Linked DNA regions of Mus musculus: all the other regions are linked to region 2. The links are chromatin contacts, called in public HiCAR-type and promoter capture Hi-C maps. All regions are on one chromosome and are shown on one strand. Each heading gives the region's core, a stretch centred on a gene start, on an enhancer-like site or on the middle of the called end of the contact. The rest is flanking DNA. Distances are from core to core; before and after follow the strand shown.

What was found. Promoter capture Hi-C pulls out the DNA fragments that hold promoters and counts their contacts. HiCAR-type assays count read pairs that join an accessible place to other places.
Region 1: a promoter capture Hi-C map of liver shows a contact between it and region 2, with 4 times the contacts expected there. The contact joins the promoter of Septin2 here to the promoter of Hes6 in region 2. A contact is called at or near these places in 4 of 39 promoter capture datasets (the C10 cell line, liver and pre-B cells) and 2 of 9 other capture datasets (adipose tissue and liver).
Region 3: a contact with region 2 is called in a HiCAR-type map of astrocytes, with 4 times the contacts expected there. The contact joins the promoter of Sh3bp4 here to the promoter of Hes6 in region 2. A contact is called at or near these places in 1 of 115 datasets of contacts at active chromatin or transcription factors (astrocytes) and 2 of 9 other capture datasets (adipose tissue and liver).

Annotation. Positions count from the first base shown.
Region 1 is chr1:93,477,353-93,480,738 of GRCm38.p6, forward strand. Septin2 (septin 2) reads left to right here and starts at 1,641. Exons shown (of 13, transcript NM_010891.2): 1 at 1,641-1,716. It also overlaps a transcript of Hdlbp not described here.
Region 2 is chr1:91,410,969-91,414,511 of GRCm38.p6, forward strand. It overlaps Hes6 (hairy and enhancer of split 6), which reads right to left and starts at 2,254. Exons shown (of 4, transcript NM_019479.3): 1 at 2,089-2,254; 2 at 1,925-2,011; 3 at 1,753-1,834; 4 at 515-1,514. The coding sequence starts at 2,169. The coding sequence ends at 1,090.
Region 3 is chr1:89,068,950-89,072,645 of GRCm38.p6, forward strand. Sh3bp4 (SH3-domain binding protein 4) reads left to right here and starts at 1,466. Exons shown (of 6, transcript NM_133816.3): 1 at 1,466-1,648.

The DNA.
Region 1 (3,386 bases), core at 391-2,890, 2.1 Mb after region 2:
AAAGATGTCATAATAGGTTAAGAGTTGTTTTGAATCCATAAGTAGTAATTCACTTAAAAACAAAACAAAAGCCCAAAGCCCCTTTTAGAGCTACATTAAATGACTGCTTTTAAGTATCCCCATAGCTAACATAATTAACAAATTTAGCCTATGGGTACTTTAAATCTTCAAAACGTAAGCTTAAGCAATAGGTTTCACCCAGTGTTTTCCTATTCACACCCGATTCCATAATAGAAATTTAGCTTGTAGCTACTACTAGCTTCAAACAAAATTTTGTGACTGGTTTAACTGGGCTTCAGAAAGTTACTAAGAAAGTGGCTCTTTAAATGGACACCAACAAATATGTGAAGTCATTGTTTGAGAGCTTAAGGTGACTAGCAAAACCCAAAGCTGAAGGGCGAGCCAAGTTGTAAGTGAAGATTATAACCCTCCAATTTTCCCCATGCTTTATCCTTGTCTGTAAAGATAATAAAACCCAAGACAGTCTCCTTTGGTTCAGTTATATCGTATGCAAACACATGCCCAGTCGACCCTCCAATCTTCTAATTCAGACAGGATATGCAGTGTAGCCTCGAGCACTGGGATACTTTACTCAAAGTAATAACGCACAAAAAAACCACTCCCTCACAACAAGGCATGTGTCAGAACAGTTCGGAATACCGACACTGTGCATATCACCCACTAGGGTTGCGCGATTGCTGTTTCTTCTCTGGGGAGGTACTCTAGGGTGTTTTCCTATAGAAAGGCCTTGGTGAAAGGCCTAAGGTAGGAGTTTACGATCGCTGACCAGCCAGGGGACCTCCTGCGATTGAAGGGAAGGACAACCCGAGCCAGGCCGCAGCCCAGTACTGCACCTTCCCAGCCAGCTTCAAGCCGGTCGCAGAGAGCAGGGCATGCCGCAGATCTCTCCGCCCGCCCCAGTCTGAAAGAGGGTAGGGGGCCGTGCCGGCTCCGCCCTCCCCCGCGGGGCATGGGCTCACGACCACACAGGAAGGCCACGTCCCCAGGGACAGGCACCACTCTATGGTGTGCATGGGGGGGGGGAGACCCACGTGACCAGCACGTAGCCAATCCCGGGACGACAGCCCGCCATAGAGACGGCCGCAGAGGCGGCTAGAGATGCCCGCCGGCAAGTCACAAGCGCCCGCCTATCCCGGCTCGGTGTTCCTAGCTCGGTGCTGCCGCCATCTTCCAGGAGGAAAGGATAGAGGCAAAGGGCTCCCTCCCCTTCACTGCTCCGCACTCACGCTGCCACCTGCCCGCCCCCGGTCGTCTCTCGCTCTCAATGGACACCTTATTCCTCCTTAGTAAATATCCTTCCCACAACTCTAGTTTCCCATAAAGCGGAGAATCTCGTTACCTGCTCCTCTTTTATTAGCGTGAGGAATCCAAGCTCATAAGGTAGGAACTGTGGCGAAACAGGAACAAGACGCCATCTTGGTAAAGGAGAAGAGGCTACGCTTGACCTCCCCCCGCCCCCAGCCTCTATATGGCCAACCGCCGTGGGAGGGGCACAGCGCCTGCGCAGAGGCGGACGGCAGGATCGCGTCCACGCTTGCGCTCTGCATGCAACCGCGGAGGAGGGGACTACTCGGGGCCCAGGAAGGAGTTGGCAAGGGGCGGGACGGCGCGATGACGCCATCTGTTCGCGCGCGCTCTACTGGGCGGGGCAGGTCCGTGCTCTCGCCTGACGAGCGTTCTCCGGCGTGTGAGCGGGTAAGTGTGTGGCAATGTGTACCCACTGTCGCGCGGGCTCGAGTTGAGCTGGCTGTCCTGAGAAAGGGCTAGAGTTCTGCCCTCGCCCGGGCCGCCTAGGCGGTGATAACGGGTACGGAAGTGAGCGCGTGGGGGAGGGGCGGCCGCACCCTTAGTCCGGGGCTCCAGCGATGGATGCCTGGCTGGCGTCGTCCCTTCGAGGACAACTGGACGGGCGGCCCCCATCTGGGTGATCCTGCTGGCCAGGTCCAGGGCATTGGGGCGGGCGTGGCTGGGCCCAGTGAAGTTATGGCGCACAGTCCAAATACTATGTGGTGGAGAGTCGGGCGTTAGGTTCACATCTACGAAGCACTTGCGGGGCCATCTTCCCACGTAACGGTGCCATTTCGTCCTAGGGATGAAAAGGACTAGTCACCCTGGGATGTTAATGAAGTTCCCCAATTTAAGGCAGTGACAGGAGCGTTATGGAGTGGTTTGTCTGCTGTGGCCTTCCCCGAGGTAGTGCGACGCTAGACAAAGGGCTGCAGCCCTGTAAGTGACACGGGAAAGGGAGCATGGAGTGGAGGCCTTTGACTGAGAAGCCATGAAGTCTAACTCTGAAGCGGACCGCAGGCCCAGACCACGCCTGGCCCTTTTGTATCTTCCGGCCTCATTTGTTAGTGGCGCCTTGCCTTGTCCTGTACTACGTTTCCAGACTTTCAACACATAGAACTTCTAGTTCAGACCGTTGTGGTCTCTATGGCTGGTTTTAACCCAGTTTACTCCTCGTGTCTGGAGCGCAGTTAATCTCGAACATTCTCTGTCTAATGTTTATCTGTTGTGTAGTTCCTGTTCGCTGCTTGTTATTAGTTAGGACTCTCACTGGATTCGATATCCTTTAGACGGTTTAAGTGTTTCTCTGGCGTCAAATATTGGGGTCCCTACTGTCTATCAAGGGATTTAAGTTTTAGGTTTTCAACCGGGCGTGGTGGCGCACGCCTTTAATCCCAGCACTTGGGAGGCAGAGGCAGATGGATTTCTGAGTTCGAGGCCAGACTGGTCTACAAAGTGAGTTCCAGGACAGCCAGGGCTATACAGAGAAACCCTGTCTAGAAAAAAAACTTAGGTTTTTTGTTTTTTTTTTTTTTTCCTTAGTAGTGAAAATTGTTTTAGTATCTTAGATACATTTTTAAAATCCGTCTTGTTAACATAAGGAAAAACAGGAGTTTTGAAGAGGTCATAAAGGCTGTTTCTTCATGATGCTTCTAATTTGAGACTCCTTATTTTCAATGGCTTTTCTGGTAGTTGCCATTCAGGAATTCTTTGCAATACCCAGCATTCAAACTGTCAGTGTGTGCTGCTATATCTAATTTTGGGGATGATTTTTTTAGTTTTAAAAGTTGTCCTGATCCTTTTTTATCATTTTTCCACCTAGTGTCCCCCCCCCCCCCCCCTTTACAGAGCACCAGAGGTCAGTAAAGAACAAGAGCTTCTCCTTCTGGGTTTGCTGGGTAGCCTAGGGAAAGGAGGTGGGGCCTCCCTCTATTATCAATCGTGAATGTAATTAAGCTCCCTTTGTTTGTGGCTTGCTGCTCCAAGCTCCATTAAGAGTGTTGTCTTGCATAATGTGCTTGTACAGTCTTCAAATCTAAGAAATCTAAATGGCAAGAGAGTCTAGGCTCTTTGGATAA
Region 2 (3,543 bases), core at 1,004-3,503:
ACATGACCTAAGATGACAATCCTAAAGCCTGCTTGCAGCCTAGTGAAAACCATGTGTTTTGGGATCCTGGAGGGAAGGAGGCTTTCTAATGGTGCCAGTGATTGCTGTCAACTGATTATCTGTAGGCATACTACATACCCATCCTATCCACTTCTTTCTTCCTGAGGATTCTGATTTCCAGAGTCTAACCTAACCTCAGTCCCAATTTGTCTGGGCCCAAGGCAAAGAACTAGCAACTAGCCACCAGCGTTAGTCCTGGGAGCTCAGGAGAGAACAGTACAAGGACAGATCTTCTCCCTACGGCTTAGTTACCCTGGAGACAAACCTGATGCTAGTGGAATCCTCAAGGACACATACTCCTAGGAAAGTGGGGGAACACAGAGGACCTGGCCAGCAGTGGGGACATCTCTATCAGCACCACACGAATACACTTTGCTAACAAAGGGTGGGCCCTTTAAAAAGGTATACACTAGTGTTGGATGCAGTTGAACATTCACACATTGGACACATCAATGACAGTACACCAGGAGCAACTAACTCCAAAGTTCTTTATTTAATTCGGTTGGAGCATCGATGGGATGGCAACCAAACTCACACGCGCGCAACTGTGTTACAAACGAGGAGCAGCTTCAGTGACCGCAGAATATGCCCGCCTCCCCTGGTCTCATAGCCAAAGTAGCAAATCTGAACTTCCTTTCAGGTCAGGATTGCTGTGGCCTGTGTGTCCCTGCCCAGGACCCTAATGCTCAGTCTCAAGATTGGCCACTTCTGCCCTAGATCCTCAGAATGCCCAAAAGGCAGGGAGAGGTGAACACGAGGGAGCCCTGGCAGCTCTCCAAAAGTCTCCTGTCTTTCTTTAGTGCACCCCCTGGCCCCCCAGCCACCATCCAGAGCTCTAGGGTCCACGAAAAAATAGTGCTAGGGACCTGCAGGGCCTGGCCATTAGGGTTGTCATTCAAGTCATCTGTTGGAGAGTGGGGAGGGCATACCTGGGGGGCATCCTGAGCTGTCTCCACCTTATCTGATACCCAGGGAGGAAGCAAACTTAAGGATGGCAGCCACCATTCACAGGTCCCTGGTAAGTGTTGGTCACCAAGGCCTCCACACACTCTGAGCCCGGCGAGCTGCAGTCAGGCTGCCTAAGGATGTAGACACCAAATCCGGCCCCTCAGCAGGCACCCGGTTTAGTTCAGCCTCTGGGATCTCCTCTAGGTCAGAACACAGGTCGTCCCCGGGACCTGGGGGACTGGACAATGGGGATTCTGGGGACCCTCCTGGAGGCCAGCTGCTCCTCCCAGAGCCTCCAGGCAGCCCAGCTAGGGAGTCCCCCAGCAGATCCTGAAAGCTGCTACCCTCACGCAGCGGCATGGATTCTAGCAGGTGGTTCAGGAGTTCAGCTGAGACAGTGGCATCGATGGCTTGGCACGTGGACACGAACGTGTGCACCTCATGCATGCACTGGATGTAGCCAGCAGCGAAGCGCTCGCTTGCTTCAGCCTGCAGCTGCTCCCGCTCTGTGCAGGAGGGTGGGAAGAAGAGAGCAGCGTCCCGCACCGTGAGCAGTGACTATCGTGGCTCGGACGATCCGCTCCGCGGGTTCGGGGCTCACCCAGGAGACACAGTAGCGTGTCCCGTTCTGGGGGAAGCCCTTGCCATGGATAGGACCGGGGCTCCGGGAGCCGACGTGTCCCGCTGTTGGGTGGCAGGCGTGCCCGGTCAGCGCCCCCGCCCTCGATCCCCGCCGCCACTCACCGCGCGCCCGGCCTCGCAGCGCGCCCTGCACGCGCCTCACGGTCAGCTCCAGAACCTCGGCGTTCTCTAGCTTGGCCTGCACCTGCGCAGAGGGGAAGGGAGTTGAGTCCGGCCGTGCGCTTCGGGGTGCACCCTGAAGGTCCCCCTCCCCCCTGCACCTTTCCCGTCGCACCTCGGTACCGGCCAGCAGCAGCCGCAGCTCCTGAAGACTCTCGTTGATCCGTGCGCGTCGCTTCTTCTCCACCAGGGGCTTCCGGGCCTGTGGGAAGCGGCTACTGAGCCCCCTGGCCCGCGCAACCTCCCCCAAGCCCATCCACCCGTAGCCCCTGTCCGCACCTTGCGGTCCCCCCGTGCTTCCCAGCGGTCCTCATCCTCCTGGCCTGCACGGTCCCGGCTGGGCGCCTGGGACGGAGCCATGGTCTACGGAGCCCGGCGCCCTAGTGCAAACTACTCAGCGAGGTGGGTCGCAGCCCGGAGGCCCCACTAGCTCTCCGGAGTCTTCCGGCCCGCGGGACCCCGCCCATTTTATAGCAACTTATTTACATGTCAATGCACCGATTGGCTGTGCGTGGTCGGAGAGGCCAGCCGTGAGGCAGCCTGTAGCCAATGAGAGCGGCGCGCTTTGTCAGGCCCCGCGGGTCTCTGGCAGCTGGCGGGGCGGAGCCCACAGCCAGACCTCCTGCCACTTAGGCCGGGCAGGACTCCTGGGCAGTGACCTCCGGCTTCTCTCTTGCTGGTGTGCTTGTACTTCCTTTCGCTGAGTTATGAGGCCAGACCTGCCTGCCTGTAAGCTCGGACTTAGCTATACATCCTTCGGTCCGTATATCTATCCATGCCGCCCTTCCACCCACCTCTTCACCCATCCATTCCTACAGGGCATTTGCTTCCCTTGGTTCACCAAAAGTGCTCTCGAGAATAGCGCTCCAGTCCCAGAGCTGACTTCAGACAGGGCAGTGCCAAAGTCAAGTCCGTGACCTCGGGACCTGGAAGGGGCTTCGGGTCACCGGTGGCGAGAGTGCAAAGTCCGGGGAAAGTACGAGCCAATTTAGCAGCAGGAACAGGACCCTTGTGTGTCCTTTTGGACCCATTAAGACACCTATAACCTTCTTACTCCAAGGTCCGCGGTCGTTCTTACTAAATCTCTATTTCTCTGTGCTCTAAGTCACTTACCCAACCACTACCTTGTCTATTTTAACCCCACCCCAACTGCCCCCAGTCAAGCTTCTCCTTCCTTGTTCATCACCCCGTACCCGCCTAAGCGCCTCTCATTTCCCTCTAGTTCCTCCGCATCCTCTTTGCGGTGGTCTCACACATCCCTGTTCCCCAACCCCTCTCCACGCTCACCTCCCTTCCCCGCGAGTCCCCTTAGAGTCCCCCATCCCCACTACCCCCAGTCCCTCTCAGCTCCTCCCCCTTCTATTCTTGGTTCCTGCAGGCCGAGGCTGCTGTCTGGCCCCAGTAACTTGATGCCCGTGACAGTTGGCAGCTGCAGCCGCTTCCGCAGAGAAAAGCGGCAGGCCGGCCAGGAGCGACAGGTGTTGGCCGCGCCTTTGTCTAGCTGGCTTTGTCCTGCAGGCTGCAACAGGCACGCCTGTGTCGGCCAGACGCCCAAGCCCCGCGTCGTCGGCGGTCCATCTGCCGGCCCTGCCTCGCCGCGGGAGGGGTGTGTGTGTGTGTGTGTGTGTGTGTGTGTGTGTGTGTGCGCGCGCGCGCGCCCCCTCGGAACCCCTGGCTCTGCTCCAGCGTTCTTGGATTTCGGCTGCTGCTTTAGAGCCAGGACAAGGAGCCAGC
Region 3 (3,696 bases), core at 216-2,715, 2.3 Mb before region 2:
AGGCAAGTGACTCACACAGAGGCCTAGAGATCCCAGCACAGCAGGCTGGCTCCTGACACGCCCTCCAGTCTGGATGCTTTTGTCTCCTCCACCCCCACCCCCTCCAACCATGTAAGTCACTTGCACCTTCAGGAGACTGCTTCTTTTAAGGTCGACAGCTACACTTAAGGAGTAATTGTACTCGTTTCCATGTTCTAAGAGAATATGAAATTCTACCCTCTTAGCCTTAGGTTGACCAGTATGTCTACCTGACTCCACTAGGACTACATCTAGAGCGGGGTGGGGGTGGGGGTGGGGGAAGGCGGGCAGCCCGAGTGCAAGGGTGGAGTGGAAGGGGAGCATAAAGAACACGGGAGATAGAAAACTGGCTAGTATTCCGACTCTGAAGCCCTCTCCCATGTGATCTTGCCGAATATGATAATCTGTGTTAACGTCTGAAGTCACTTAGAAAATATAAATGGTATCTGTCGCCAGCGATGATAGTGAAGATGGACTCAGTGGGCTGCTGGATTTGGATCTGTGGCAACATTGAAGACATGATTGCCACTGGTTCCAAGTGGAAGCCTTCATTCCCTGGCCTCACCACCACAGCAGTCAAAGGCTGGTTCGACCTCACTGAGGCAATCAACCCCTACAGGCCTCTGTCTACTCCCGTGAGAGATGACTCATGAGCTTGGGCTTTTGCTCCGCTGCCTCGCAGTGTGTTCATTCACTGAGCTCGCATCGAGCGTCTACTTCTGTATGTGAGTCTGGGCAGAGGAAGTGTAACTATGCTGACATGTATTCAGTTGCAATCTGCCTCGCAGGCAGCTCTCCTCCACTTGTAGTTGTTCCCTAAGCTGAGTTTTGTTTGTTTTTTCTCGGTTTTACTGCTTAACCACTCCCGGGGGATCAGAGGCTTCCCCAAAACAGAGCACCGGAGGTCTCCATCATCTTTGCTCATTTCTGGGTCCAGGGGTAAAGATCCCGAGGCCCTAACCCCACTCTCTTAACTGGCGCTGTTAAGGAAGGAGACAAGGAGTGTTGGCGGGAATCGCGCCGGAGCACTGGAGGCGCCAGTAAGCCAAGCCGCTTCTTTAAGTAAATCAGCGGCTCAGTCGGCCCCGCCCCTCCGGGACATCCCGCCCCCTTCATCCAGGCCCCGCCTTTACTAAGAACTGCCCTCCCCCAGCTCGAGGCACAGCCCCTACTTGCTCCAACCTCATATTGACCACGCTCATTTGAGCACACCCCGCCCACTTTTGCCCCAGTATCGTCTAGGCCCCGCCTCTCCGACAAAGACTCCGCCTTGAGAGTGCGATTCCGCCCCCGGTCCCTACGCCCCAGCCTGAGCTTGACCCGCCTCTTCCTCGCTCCGCCCCCAGCTTTGGCCCCGCCCCTCCCGCGGTCTCTGCTTGCGCTCCGCCCTCCTGGAGCCCGCTGTTTGCGCCCCGGCCCCGCCCGCGCTCGCGCCCCGCCCCGGCCCAGACCACCTCTGCGCCCGCTGGCGGGGGCCGAGCGCTCTGGGCTGTCGCGGCGTCTGGGCACCTCACCACCTCTGCTGCCTCGATCGCTGAGGCCGCGGTACCGGGAGTCGCGCGCGCCCCCGGCCGGGTGAGCCCCACAGGACAAGAGAACCGCAGGACCCGTGGGGCGCCATGCGAGCCAGGTAGGAGCCTAGGGTCGGACGGCGCACCCTATCCCCGCGCGCGCTGTGGCTTTGGGCAGCATCCCGGGCTCTGGGGCGCGGCTAGCCTGGAGCAGCTCCGAGCCCCTTGAGCTCCCGGTTCCCTGCCCTCTGTGGTCACAGCCCGACCTGGGCTGCGGATCGTGGTCGCTAGGGCCCGGGGCGCGGGGAGGGCGGAGGGGGTCGCGGCGCCACCCGCGCGGTTCTGAGAAGGAGCGAAGAGAGCGCGGCTTTGGGTTAAACTTGGTGACAATGCACATTTCAACTTCTTCGGAGAGCCCTCCTGGAGGATGAAATTGAAAACTCCAGTTTCTGTCTTGGTGATCGAGTGACCGCGCAGCCCCGAGGTGACAGCGCTGGGGTGTGCGGGTGGGAGCGGTTAGGATAGAGGAGCGTTGTTCTGCAAGTGCTGTTTACCGTGAAGCCGCCCTGCGCCGCCCAGTGTGTCTTGTTAGAGGGTTTGGGGGCCAGGAGGCTCCCAGCTGGGATCTGGCGTTGTAGTATGCAGGTTTGGGGGGCTTAGCGGTGCGGACTGTGGGGCTGGCTGGCGCTGGCCCTTCCCGGGTGTGGGGCGCCTGCAGATGCCGCGCGGGAGGAGTGGCGGAGAGCTGGCTGGCCGCTCTGCGTGCGCAGAAGGTTGTGGAGCCTCGTGGAGCTATGAGATTTGAAAGGGAATACCATGCTGGGCTTTATTCGTGTTTATTCTTCCCTTGTTAGTGCATCAGATTGGTGTTCTGTGATTTAGCAGCAGAAATAAAGTTCGTATAACTTTTGCTCTGATTATAAAAGCAATGAGTGTCCAGAGCGGAAATAAACACGAGATCTACGCCGATCCCACATTCGTTGGGGGTGGGGGGTGGGGATGTCGCAGCCTTGTAGATTTAATCATTGAATTATACCTGGCGCCTTCTTGCCTAACCTCAAGAAAACCCTTGCTTGAAACCCTTGATTGTCTCGTGCCCAAAGTTTGGAATTTTTGACCTGCCTTACCACAAAGGCTGTTTCTGATAGTTATGAGTACCCTTTTGATGTACTGGGGTTTCCCATGAGATGGTGGGTACAGATGGAGAGAATGGTGGTGGGAGGGCCGAAACCTCAGCCCAGTCCGTGGTTTTGGTACCGAGCCTTGTAAAAATGACAGTAATGATTCTCAATCTGCTTCCTGGGCCAACCATAAAAATTAATGGGTGGTTTGCAGAGCGTTTTTGGCATCCTTAGATGGACAGCGGCTGTATTTCAATGTGCTGGGGAGCATTTAGCTGTTACACAGTGTCATCTAGGTAGCTAGGTAAAACAAGCTACCTAGAGCTTCGCTACCCTGCCCAGGAAGCAAGATCTAGGCAGGCCCTAGGGATCCCAGAGCACACTCCTATTCTCCTGTTGGTGCTGGCTAAGTCCTTCAAAGTGAGAGGCTTGGAAGTAACTGGTCTTCTCAAGGATCCTTTCTGCAGCATCTTTTGGACTTGGGGGAGGGGGTTGTCCCAAAGTCAGGGGGCATTGGTGCCTGGTATATGCAAAGCTGTAGAATGTCCTGTAAATGCCTGCCCAGGTCACCCTCCAAGAGAGAACAGTTGGTCCTGGGAGGACACATGAAGTGAACAACCTGGTTTCCCAGCAATTTGTTTTATGTCTCACGTGTTTACCGACTGAACAATGACCGGCTCGGAGGCTGGCTGCAGAAATGCCAGCAAGGCCTCTGTGGACTTTCCTTTTTTTCCTGTTGTCCCCAGGTCCTGGCACCAGGCTTTAATGTTCTTACAGAACAATTAATAGGGACCCAGACCGAGAGGTGAGGCACAGGCTGCCTTTTGTCCTCACCCTGTCTCCCGGCAGGAGCTGGGCTGGACGATTTTCTTCGCGTTACTGGTGACCCTTTGATAGTTTCGGTTTTTTAATTGTTATCCCCACCAGCACTTTGATAAGGCCTGAGTCTAGTTGCAGATGTGAGCTCAGACAGGGCCTTGGAAGGGCCTGAAAGCTGGCTGGATACATTGTTGATGAGGCACCCTTCACTCTGGTTGTTGATCACA